2 separate regions of the Mus musculus genome follow, and region 2 is linked to region 1. The links are chromatin contacts, called in public HiCAR-type maps. All regions are on one chromosome and are shown on one strand. Each heading gives the region's core, a stretch centred on a gene start, on an enhancer-like site or on the middle of the called end of the contact. The rest is flanking DNA. Distances are from core to core; before and after follow the strand shown. Region 1 holds the start of Armh4 (armadillo-like helical domain containing 4). Region 2 holds the start of Osgep (O-sialoglycoprotein endopeptidase).

Region 1 (6,174 bases), core at 976-3,475:
TTATAGTGATTTCAAAAATATTTTTATTTTCTATGCATGGGTGTCTCATCGGGATTATGTATATCTGTGCAAAACTTGCCTGCCTGGTGCCCACATAGGCCACAAAAAGGTGTTAGATTTGATGCTATTTGACTTACAGATATGTGTGTAGTGTTTGTGGTTGCTTGGGATTCAGTCCTGGTTCTTTGGTAAAGCAGCGTGTAATCTAGGCTCTGTACAGTCCCTCCAGACCTTATATTAACTTTTAAAACTAGGTATTTCCCATTGCAAAGCTAATCTATAGTAAAGTTAAAAGTTAGATATAGTTTATCTGAAATTAAAACTTAACTGAGAATTCTTTAAATAGAGAATTTCTAAACCTACAAGTCCTCAAACTCCGTTTCTAAATTTGATGCCTTGTTTGGAAACAGCTGTGGGCGTGTGTACACATATGAATTTATGCAAATTTACACACACACACAACATACAATCTGTTGCCTTACCCACTAAAGGGAGTAACATTCATAATGTGTAGTTTTATTGTTTTAATGTGCAGAGAACACTTTTTCTGGTCTACAGATCCTGTGTGTGATGAGGTGGGGTAGAATAGATTTTTATCCCTGCTGTGTACTAACAGCAGCTTTTGCGATAAACCTTACCAAGTAGAGCTGTTTAAAGTAGTGTTGACCGTTTGGGGCAGGATAAAGAATTATTATAAATGAGCTTCGAGAAGATTGTTTTAGCTTTACTGCACAGCTGACATCATTTTCTGCCACTGCAGAGAAAGCCGTTCCCATGGGAAAGAGCTACCTCAGAGAATGACAGCATTAAGCGGGTCTAAGTGGCACTCTGCATTTCTGACTTTGGAGTGTCATGGCAAGAGACATAAACAGAGATAAGAGGATGTCAAAGAAGTTTTGATTAGATAAAGTTTGTGGATGGGTCAGGTTGTGGATGTGAGAGGAATGAGAATAGCATCCTCTTGCCATCTCTTATACATAGCTTGGAACTCTGGACTCAATATTTAGCATTAGGGTTGTTTTCCTTAGTTCTCTTAATTACCAGAATTTGGGCTTAGTTGATCCATTTTTTTGTGTGTGTGCTGGCTCGGACCTTACCATACGTATTATAGAACATTTTATAATGAAAAGACATGACCTGATTTTCAAACCATTGACTTTAAAAGAAACTTCTGAAATATCACTTAGTTGGGTGTGGTTAATCTGGCAGGAGACCTGGTCACCATACAATGGATTATGTATTGAGCTGAACACATGTATAGAGTATAGATTTCATCCATCAATTAAATTTAATCATATTCCATTCAAAAATCACTTGCTGGCTTCCATTCAAATATACCAAACTGTTGTAAAGGGGAGTTGGAAGAGTAAGATGATGGTGCATACGTCAAAGATAAGCGTGCGTTTGTGCATGCTCTCTCTCTCTGTGTCTCTGTCTCTGTCTCTCTGTCTCTCTCTCTCCTTAAAAGGTCATCATGAAGAAAGGCTATCCTATGAACCAGAACCGAGGGGGGAGTGCTGTGTGACCTGTTCTAAACCTCACTTCTTTCCCTTCACAATTAGGAGAATGAAAGGGAAACTGAGTCCCTGACAGGCTCAAAGATAACAGGCAAGGGCAACCCTGCCTTAGGTCATTGCACCAACTGTAGTCCTGAACCTTCAACATTCAAGGGATCATTCTAATTTTCAGAGCTTTTGTGCAGCTCTTATGCAGTAATTTATATGGCACCTTGCTTTGTGTCAGAAGGAGCAAAGAATCCCGGACTCCTATTAACTCTTATTTTCTACTTGATAGTTAGCACATGTGATTGAATGACAGGAACAGTTCTTGCAGAGTTCCTCTGATTAGTAGCTCCACCAAGATGCCCACTCTTCCCACAGGGACCACTCTGCATCTGAGGACTGAGTGCCGCTTGTTTACAAGACACCAGAGAAATTCCTGCTCTGGTTGGACCAGTGATCTGGTGTCCTCTCTGAAAGTGTAGCGAGAGCTGCAGCAGAAGCCAAGGATGTGAAGAGGGACAGTTGGGGGCAGGGTCTCTTGAAGGGCCCCGGGCTCGGGTGTCCTACTCTAATCCAGCCCTGTGCGTTAGCGGAGTCCACAAAACTGTAGGGGCGTGGTGACTGAGCTCGTCATTGCAAGAGAGGCGGGCGTACCTATCTGCTGGCCAATCCCTAGCCTTAGCTGCAGTCTTATGAATAAACAACAAAGCCAAGCGCCCTCCCTCTAGCATCCCAGACAGCCAAGGGAGTGTAGGCGGCCTCTACGTGAGTCGTGGCAGGGATGGCTGGCACTGGCGCTGCCACTTTCCTTCGCGCTCAGCTGTGCTGAATGCTCCAGGTGAGGACAAGCCCGGCTTCTGCAGACCTGGCGAGAGGCAGGGGTGGGGCGGGATTCCAAGGCTGCGCGGGCTTGCTCTGTGAGTGGGGCAGCCCTAGGGTGGAGCTCCCTGCACCCTCCCGGAACACAGTACCCAGGCTCTGACTGAGCAGGGACAGCTCCGTGAGCCCTGGAGGAATCTTGCAGGCCGGGGAAAGGCTTTCAGCACTACTTGGTCCAACCCAGCCTTGCTGCTCAGCACCTGGGAGCAACCTTTGTACAGGAAGAGCTTCCTGGCTGACTGCTTTTGTGTGGACTTGCTCCTTTTGCTCCCCTCCCCTTACAGTTCAACCTTGTGGAAGATAAGTTCCTCAAGACCGTGGTTCATTTTCAAAGCTTGGGTCCCAGTGTTCCTGTACCACTAAGAGCTAGCAATGGAGGAGCGAATGCGCACTGCTGTGGCCTCCCCAAAGGGTCCTGCTACTTTACAGAAAACAAAAACAAAAATAGTTGAATGTTTGATGCAGGAATGTCAGGGAGCCTTCTTGCTCTCCTGGGTACCCCAGGACAAATGAAGGACACTCCCTGGGAACTTAACCTAATTAGAAAAAAAAAAAAACGAACTAGGGGTCAAGCTGGGAGAAAACTCTGCAGCGCTTGGCACTCAAGCAAGGCACAGAGCACAGTTTTGAGGCACTGAGACCTAGCATGTGTGTCCTGGTCACTGACAGAGGCCGGCCAATATAGATTCTAATCTTGTGGAAACTAGAACCCTGGCTAAACTAGGGAGCAGCCAAAGAATTCAGGGCTCTCCAAGATGAGACATTCTTTCCTCTCCTTAGAACGAAAACTTGGGTACCAAATTAAAGTGCAGCTCTCTTGTGGAATATAGCAAAGAAGGCTTCTTCAAGTGTCTGCAATGTTTTTTTCTTTGCAAGTTTTCCTTTGAAACCTAAGAGGATTTCAGAGAAGATTAGAAAACCACCCACAGAGTTCTGAAAGAGCTCTTCACTGAGGACCAATACGTGGTCAGAAATTGCATGCCTCCCCCTTCTTTTTGTGTTTTTATTGATGTGAAGTCTATTAAGCCCCTGTGTGTCTCCTTCAGCTAAGCATCTTCTGAGCAGGCAGCTGAAGTCAGCAAATCCTTAGCATCATTCACTAAGAGTCGGAGTCCAGAGGGAGGCTTTGCAGGGTCAGAATGCTGCTCCTATTGTTCAGGGTTATAAAGCCAGCCTGGTTTGCTCTTATGGATACAGTAGCATTTGTGACATCGGCTGGACTAATGAACTACACACTTATGCAGCTGCCTTAATATTGATTGCAAAACTCCCCAAGGCTCACCAAGTCTAAGGTAGCTACAGCAACAGAGCCAATTAGGGCAATGTAGATTTGCCTTTGTCTTCTTGGGAGGCTCCTGACTGCACATAGTGGATCTTGGTTGCTGGACCTTCAGCCTATGGTCATTTGTCACTATAGAAGTATTTTATGCTCAATGCACGTTCATAGTAGAAATGAGGAAAATGAACTCATCTCCTAAGAGAAAGTTTCCCCTGTGAATATCAGGTGTGCTGCTTCATCCTATTCAGTAGTTTTAAAGTTAACTTTCAAGTTGTATGAAGATTTCCTTTCTTAGCATTTCTCCCTCTCCCCTTCCCCCACCTCTCTTTGTTTCTCTTTTTCTCCTTGAGATATGGTCTAACTATGTAGCCCCAGCCAGCCCAGGCTTAGACGTATAGATGAGGCTGTCCTGGAGCTAAGAGATGTATGCCTGCCTCTTCCCCTATGCTGTGAGTTAACGTATGGACGAGCCCCCACGCATGATGCATTGCTGTTGTTCACTGAATTTCCCTTCAAAGGTAGCCTGAATTTATTTTCTATGATGAAAACTCATTTTTTAATTAAGATATGTATGGTCAGTGTTATTTTTTCACATTGTATTTAATTATTAGTGGTGAGAAAAATCTCTGAAAGTTCGTTGGGCTTCGTCATAAAGGCCAACTAGTGCTTAGAGATCTTGCCAGGCCAGTGAGGTTCAGATCCACAAAGGACAGAAATAAAGTTATAAATTGGGCCATTGAAAAGAACTGCCTGCTATGGAAACAACTGCTTCCTGTAGAAAACTGATCAGGACAGGATTCTCCAATGAAAATCTGAAAAATGAAGTTAGGTGAAGAACATATAGTCCACAGTTGAGTGATGGTACAGATACTTCGAAATACTGTTTGTGGTTTGAGGGACTTGTATATCAGAACTGTGTTAACATATCTCACATTGCATGATATTTAAGTTTCTTCAGAGTCCTCTCAGGTCTGCTGTCATTTTTATTTTCCTGTCCTCCACCCTTTGAAGAAAACAGAATGCTTGTGATGCTGTTGGTGGTGACCGAGATGGCTCAGCACGAGTCTGAGTCTCCTTATCTCTATTTTTCCACCTGGTACCTTTGTTGTCATGGTTTGTCCAAGGTTCCCAGAGAAGTTGCACATTATGTTTTAATCTTCAAGGGCAACTTCTCTTACGAAGGATAAGATGATATCCTGAGACAAGAAGCATGGACTTGTTTGTTAGCTAGCATCATTAAATCGACAAAGCTCTGGAAGGGAGCCATGTGCAGCACTCATTTGTGGCCTGAAGCCTGGGGAGAGCACTTTGCTGGGGGTTGACCTGCCTACTCACTCTCTTCTCAGTCAGCACCGGGCTGGGCTGCTGCGCTCCTTGGGGAACATAATTCTCTGCAGCTACTCCATTCTCTATTGTTCCACTGTGATGGAACAGTCTGCTGAAAGGATCATTTGTCATCCTATCTCTTTAATTTACAGTAAAGGATGGCTGCAGCCCAGATTTTAGAACCAATATGAGAGACCAGTGAGCATTGCCAATAACACCTTGAATCAGTAATGTGGTGCTATAATGCCAAGATCTGTAGCTAGATTAATAGAGCCAGAGTTGACTAATGAAATAATATTGACAAGGAGAACCTTGATGCTTACAAAAAAGACAAGATAAATCAGTGACATATGGATCTGTAAGGATCAAGGATAGCACAAAATGAAGAGATTATTAAGATACCTAACAACAACAACAACAAAGGAGTTTCTCCCCCTTTGTCAATTAGAGAATCCCTGATTGGATTTCTGAAAGATTAAAAGGTAGACAAGCTGACCCAATACTCTAAAGCTAGTTAGCTGTAACTGCTTCTCTCTCTCTCTCTCTCTCTCTCTCTCTCTCTCTCTCTCTCTCTCTCTCTCTCATTCTCTCTCTCTCTCTCTCTCTTCTCTCTCTCTCTGTGTGTGTGTGTGTGTGTGTGTACATGTACGTGTACAAGACAGAGTATTCCATGCCACCAGCTATGTATTGATTACCCCCTCTATCCAGTTGCCATCATTAAAAACAAAGGAAATTTAAAAGGCCAATGTGAATGTACAAGAGATGTTATCTCCTTTGAAGTGAGATGACAATTAGTGGTGAAGAAGCTGAGAGAATAATGGGAAGAGAATGAGCCAATTTGTGTGTTTGTGTTGTGAGATAGATAGATAGATAGATAGATAGAGATAGATGATAGATAGATAGAGATAGATAGATAGATAGATAGATAGATAGATAGATAGATAGCATCTGTTTTCTGATAGATAGATAGATAGATAGATAGATAGATAGATAGATAGATAGATAGATAGATAGATAGATAGATAGATAGATAGCATCTGTTTTCTGATATCCATCAAAGCAAGTTTCAGGCTAACATGGTAGAACCAGAATCTATATGAAGGCTTAAGCATTGAAGTGGGGGCTGCATCTGCTTGAAGATGGGAATTTGCTTGGCCCTGGTGTAAGATTTGGATAATAGATGCACAG
Region 2 (6,174 bases), core at 2,020-4,519, 1.1 Mb before region 1:
CCTGAAGGTGTTACAAGTGATTGGGGTACAGAGACAGAAGTTTGCATTGCATTACTGTTTCTAGGACTTTGAAATAGTAGATACCAAAAGTAACCTCATCTTTTTCTTCTTCCTCATCTGTCAGTTTGGTACATGGAAGCATGCACAGCAATATGGAGGGATCTACGCAGCCTGGGCATTTGTCATTTTGTTGGCTGTTCTATGTTTGGGTCGGGCCCTTTATTGGGCTTGTATGAAGGTCAGCCATCCTGTCCAGAACTTCTCCTGAGCCCCTTGATGCAGTCTGTGCCTGACCGCTGCCTGGTACCAACAGTAACACTACAAAAGGCTCTCTGGACTTCTACAAGGAAGCCAAACAGCTGCCTCCCTTTTCCCTGGGGAGAGGTAGGAAGGAAGCAGTCCCTTCCTTCCTTATGTTTGGAAGGGTAGGTAAGACCATTGCTGGCTGGCTGCTCTCTTCCAGGGGTTGCTGTTTAGGGTAAATAGGCAACATTGCCCCTAAGCCTGGATCCTAAAGATGGTTCTAGCCATGCCCTTCCTGTACGTGCTCCCGAGAACCATTCCTGTCCCTTAATACATTCCAGGGCAGGGTTGGGGTGGGAGATGGGAGGGGGTGTTCCCCTCCCTCTGTGCACCATTAGGACCTTGCTGCTGCTATTGCACTTCACCAGGGGCTGGCTCTGGCCTCAATACCCAGTCTCTTCTCCCCACATTTCTCGTCCTGTGGGGTGGGGTAAGCCACTGCTCTGTACAGAACTATAGGAACTGATGTGTATATATATAACTATTTAATATGGGATATGTTCCCCTAATCCTGTACTTCCCTGAATTCCTCCTTCCGATTTTACTTCCAGTTGCAGTATTGAACTGGGCTGAGGTAGGGTCACTGTCTTGGGAGAGGTTAGGGACTCATCTGTGCTTGTAAATAAATAATGTCATGACTCTAACCTTTCCCACTTAACAACTTTTGTGTATGAAAAAGGGAATATGTAGTTTTCACAAAGGGACAAAGAAAGCCAAGCTGAAAGTAGGGCCTTTTATTTCTCTTGGATTGTCTAAAGGAAACCAGAAGTTTGGTTTAATGTTTAAAATGAGGGAGCACATACAAAACCAAACACCTGAAGGCTAAAACACCAGACTTCTGCAGAGAGAGCCATCTCCCAGGCAGGAAGCTACTGCAGGAGGGTATCACAGTGCTAGGTAAAGGGTGATGGGACAGTGGTCACTGCCAAGAGCCTTGGACCGGATCTTGCTGTCACACAATGCAGGTAAAAGAGAGTGGGAAAGCAAAAAGTAATCAAGGCGCCAACCAACATTCTTAGAGCGGGCATTCATCATGTAAGTCCAGAAAGTGTAAGCGTAAGCAGTGTTGGGGTAGAGATGCCGGAAGCTGTCAGCCAATGGTACAGCTTGTAGCAGTTCCCCAAAACCTTGGCGCTCCTGGGGAGTAAAGCCAGCATTCTTTTTGTTTCCTTTGGGGTTACGGAGGTCAATTTCTTCATGAGCCACATTGAGATCCCCACATAGCACAAGAGGCTTTCTGGAAGCCAAGTCCTTTAGAAACTTTCGGAAGGCTTCATCCCAACGCTGTCGGTATTCCAGTCTTACCAGACCCCTGCCTGCATTGGGAACATAGGCTGTTACCAGGACAAAGGACTCAAATTCAGCCACAATCACCCGGCCTTCTTGATCATGTTCTTCCTCGCCTATAAAAATAAAAACCAGTGTAAAAATTTTAAGAAAGGTCTAAGAAAAAGTAGTAGAGTTAACTGAAGAACATTCAGACATGAATGTCATTAAGGTCTCACCAATGCCATAAGAGACTTTTAGCGGGCACTGGCGGGAAAGTAGGCCCACACCACTGTATCCTTCTTTGTCTGACGGAGCTGACCAGTACTGATGGGTGAGTCCAGGCAGCTCTTGCAGTTCAGCCGGGAGTTTGTTCTCCGAGCACTTGGTCTCTTGGAGGCACAAGATATCTGGTGCTTCTTCCTTTACCCACTGAATGGAAATGTGGAAAATTAAAATTTTATGTGCTACATGCTATACACAGAAGGCATTCGAGCAGCAGAATATAAACAAATCTTGTATGTGAGTGAGTGTCCGTTAGTCACCTGACTGGGGTGCTGGAAACCTAACTGGAACCTTCGGAAGCACAATGTGCTGTCAACTGCAGAACGCTCGCTCCCATTTGGATCTTAAGTAGTTACTGGGATTGAGGATATGCTAAGTAACCCAAAAGCGGGGGGGGGGGGGGCAAACAGTCTAGACTAGTTTTTTTAAAAAATGAAATGAGGGAGTTGTTGGGGTTTATATAGGCTTTTAGGAGCCCTCCACCAACCCCCCGGGGGGGCATCTACAGACGCGAAAAATAACGTTTCAAAGGAAACAAGATGATTGGTCCTTAAGACGAGTCAACCAAGAAAGGTCTACTTCCCGATTCTGAACTGTACTCACATCCAAACCTTTCTTTTTAATCCAGGCTCGAAGCCCATCCACATTCCAGGAGCATATCTTGAGTGTGGCAGATTTGCCACTGGGTGAGGTTTTCTGATCTGGAGGGTCCTCGTACAGGACAGGGCCCTCTCCCGCGGCCTCCTTCTCGGTTTTCTTTGCTGCCCCCTTACTCTTCTTGGTCTCTGGCTCTATAAAATGGGTAAAGTAGTAAGAGCTGGCAGTTCCAACCTCAGGCCAGAGTTAACTCTAACCTCATTAGGCGTTCTAATTACACAAACTTCTCGGAACCCAGCAACGTAACTTGGTCCATATTTACCGTAATTCATGGCGGTCTAGTAAAGCCCTGAACTTGCCTGGGGGGTGGGGTTGGGCACGCTTACCCGACTTGGGTTCTTCCCCGTCGTCGGCCGCCGCTTTCTTTCCCCGCTTTGGCATCGCTGTGACGAAAGCCCTTAGGCTCCTGGAGCACCGAAGCAGTGTTTACTGCGCTGCCTGCAGATAAGAAACGATGAAATCAAAACACAAGGAGAGGCAGCGAGGCGCCTCCCGTAGGCGTTTGCACACCCGGGGCTGCGGTTCTTCCGGCCTGGCCCGCCACGAGCAATGCAGCCCCTCGCCCGCGTTAGGCCCTTCAGCGAGCAGGGTCGCGAAACGCGCTAGAACAAGGTACCTGACCTCCCAACGAAGCCAGAGACCCTCACGGCACAAAGAATGGAGTCTGCCTGTTCCCACGTGGGCGATTGGTGTGGTCACGTGATTCGAGGGCTCCGCCCCCACGTGGTTCTGGAGCGCGATGATTGGTCCTCCTGGCACCTCGTGACATAACTTCTGGCGCCCGAAAGTCCCTTCGCTTGGTTCTGGGTTGTTCGTGGTAGTGCCGGTTACAGCTCGTCACTCGGCCTCACGACCGGGAGCCGTGAGGCACCATGCCCGCGGTGCTGGGGTTCGAAGGCAGCGCCAACAAGATCGGCGTGGGCGTGGTCCGCGACGGCACGGTGCTGGCGAACCCGCGGCGCACTTACGTCACGGCCCCGGGCACCGGTGAGTGGCTGCGGCCGCGCTTCCCGGCTCCTTGTCCAGTTTTGTTCTGTCCGATATTCCACACTGTTGCCTATGTCAGATTTTACAGGCTTCCCCACTCCAGACTCCCCTGATTGTGCGTTTGGTTGGTAACTTTTGACTAGAAGAGTCAGACACCTGGGGCTAGGTCACGTGGGTTCGTTCAGGTTTTGTTTTTGGGTTTTTTCATGCATTTTTTTGAGACAGGGTCTCTCCTTGTAACCTTTACTGACCTGGAACTTGCTGTGTAGACTCTTGACTGCTGGAATTAAAGGCATGAGCCACTACCCCCGGTTGTATTCTGATTTTATCGAGCAACTTTAATGAGCTAAGCATCCGAAAATATGTGTTCCGAGGCAGCGCTGTAGATGCACATAGAGATTGGTTTACACTGCACCGTGATAAATATAAAAGTAATCTACAACGAGGAGGGAAAGCTGGAGGAGTTCCTGTATTTTCGATCTGTTTTAGGTGTCTGTTTTTCGGTACTTTTAGAATGGAAATGGGTATCAGTGGGTTTGGACAGTTATGTGAAAAGCACCAGGCACTGCACGACTCTCAATATAGTTACAAGTTGTATTTTGCCTACCCTCTCCCAAAACTTGCACACACATATAACCTGCATGTACCTCTGAAGGCTCCCTAAGCAGGTGAAATGTTTCAGGTTACATAGTAGAAATATATGTGTGTTTAGGACTCACTCTTGTAGGCTCTAAAGCACAGAGGCTGAGATACGTGTGGTTAAAGGGAAGCTACTGACAGTTGTAGTGCTGTAGTTATCATATGTTAAGTCCAACGATATGACCTTTCATAGGGTTCTATGGAATTACAGGAAAAGTTAACAAAGAGTAGGAAGTTTGTAAAACTCAGATTGCTCCTGAACATTGTGTGTGGACCAGCACCATCTCTGAAACCCCAGTAGCCTATGTAGAGGTTGGAAAGCTAACAGAGTGTGTGGTGCAGTCTGTAATGGTGACACCTGGGAGACTGCGACAGGATCTGAGTTTAAGGCTGTCCTATGTTGTGACCTTGTCTCAAAAGTAGAGATTTGAAAAGAGAATATCTTGGGCTGGAGAAATGGCTCAGTGGTTAAGAGCACTGATTGCTCTTCCAGAGGTCCTGAGTTCAATTCCCAGCATTCACATGGTGGCTCACAACCATCTATAATAGGATCCAATGCCCTCTTCTGGTGTGTCTGAAGACAGCTACAGTGTACATACATAAAATAAATAAATCTTTAGAAAAAAAAGAAAAGAGGATGTCTTAAAACCTAGGCAAGTAGAGTATGTTTTTCTACATCGTTAAAACGTGTCTTTGTTGGTTTTTTACTTCTTTTTTTTTAATATTATTTTTATTACGTATTTTCCTCAATTACATTTCCAATGCTATCCCAAAAGTCCCCCATACCCCCGCCCCCCACTCTCCTACCCACCATTCCCACTTTTTGGCCCTGGCGTTCCCCTGTACTGGGGCATATAAAGATTGCATGTCCAATGGGCCTCTCTTTCTAGTGATGGCCGACTAGGCCATCATTTGATACATATGCAGCTAGAGTCAAGAGCTCCGGGATACTGGTTAGTTCATAATGTTGTTGCACCTACAGGGTTGCAGATCTCTTTGGCTCCTTGGATACTTTTTCTAGCTCCTCCATTAGGGGCCCTGTGATCCATCCCAGAGCTGACTGTGAGCATCCACTTATGTGTTTGCTAGGCCCCGGCCTAGTCTCACAAGAGACAGCTATATCAGGGTCCTTTCAGCAAACGCTTGCTAGTGTATGAAATGGTGTCATCGTTTGGGATGACTGTCTATGGGATAGATCCCTGGATATGGCAGTCTCTAGATGGTCCATCCTTTTGTCTCAGCTCCAAACTTTGTCTCTGTAACTCCTTCCATGGGTGATTGCTTCCAATTCTAAAAAGGGGCAAAGTGTCCACACTTTGGTCTTCATTCTTCTTCAGTTTCATGTGTTTTGCAAATTGTATCTTATATATCGGGTATACTAAGTTTCTAAGCTAATATCCACTTATCAGTGAGTACATATCATTTGAGTTCTTTTGTGATTGTGTTACCTCACTCAGGATGATGCCCTCCAGGTCCAACCATTTGCCTAGGAATTTCATAAATTCATTCTTTTTAATAGCTGAGTAGTACTCCCTGTGTAAATGTACCACATTTTTTGTATCCATTCCTCTGTTGAGGGGCATCTGGGTTCTTTCCATCTTCTGGCCATTACAAATAAGGCTGCTATGAACATAGTGGAGCATGTGTCCTTCTTACCGGTTGGGACATCTTCTGGATATATGCCCAGGAGAGGTATTGCGGGATCCTCCAGTAGTACTATACTATACTATGTCCAATTTTCTGAGGAACCGCCAGACTGATTTCCAGAGTGGTTGTACAAGCTTGCAATCCCACCAACAATGGAGGAGTGTTCCTCTTTCTCCACATCCTCGCCAGCATCTGCTGTCACCTGAATTTTTGATCTTAGCCATTCTGACTGGTGTGAGATGGAATCTCAGGGTTGTTTTGATTTGTATTTCCCTGATGACTAAGAACTTTGATCTTTTCTTTTAAGTGCTTCTCAGCCATTCGAGATTCTTCTGTTGTGAATTCTCTGTTTAGCTCTGTACCCCATTTTTTAATTGGGTTATTTGGTTT

The links. HiCAR-type assays count read pairs that join an accessible place to other places.
Region 2: a HiCAR-type map of astrocytes shows a contact between it and region 1, with 3 times the contacts expected there. The contact joins the promoter of Osgep here to the promoter of Armh4 in region 1. A contact is called at or near these places in 4 of 39 promoter capture datasets (cranial neural crest, hippocampal neurons, maxillary cranial neural crest and 1 more) and 2 of 115 datasets of contacts at active chromatin or transcription factors (astrocytes and epiblast stem cells).

What each region holds. Positions count from the first base shown.
Region 1 is chr14:49,779,434-49,785,607 of GRCm38.p6, reverse strand. Armh4 (armadillo-like helical domain containing 4) reads left to right here and starts at 2,225. Exons shown (of 8, transcript NM_026142.5): 1 at 2,225-2,340. The coding sequence starts at 2,332.
Region 2 is chr14:50,921,988-50,928,161 of GRCm38.p6, reverse strand. It overlaps Osgep (O-sialoglycoprotein endopeptidase), which reads left to right and starts at 3,269. Exons shown (of 11, transcript NM_133676.2): 1 at 3,269-3,498. The coding sequence starts at 3,384. Apex1 (apurinic/apyrimidinic endonuclease 1) reads right to left here and starts at 3,213. Exons shown (of 5, transcript NM_009687.2): 1 at 3,133-3,213; 2 at 2,838-2,949; 3 at 2,458-2,645; 4 at 1,809-2,001; 5 at 974-1,706. The coding sequence starts at 2,892. The coding sequence ends at 1,189. Pip4p1 (phosphatidylinositol-4,5-bisphosphate 4-phosphatase 1) reads left to right here. Exons shown (of 7, transcript NM_001033271.5): 7 at 125-947. The coding sequence ends at 268. RefSeq lists a promoter at 3,021-3,493.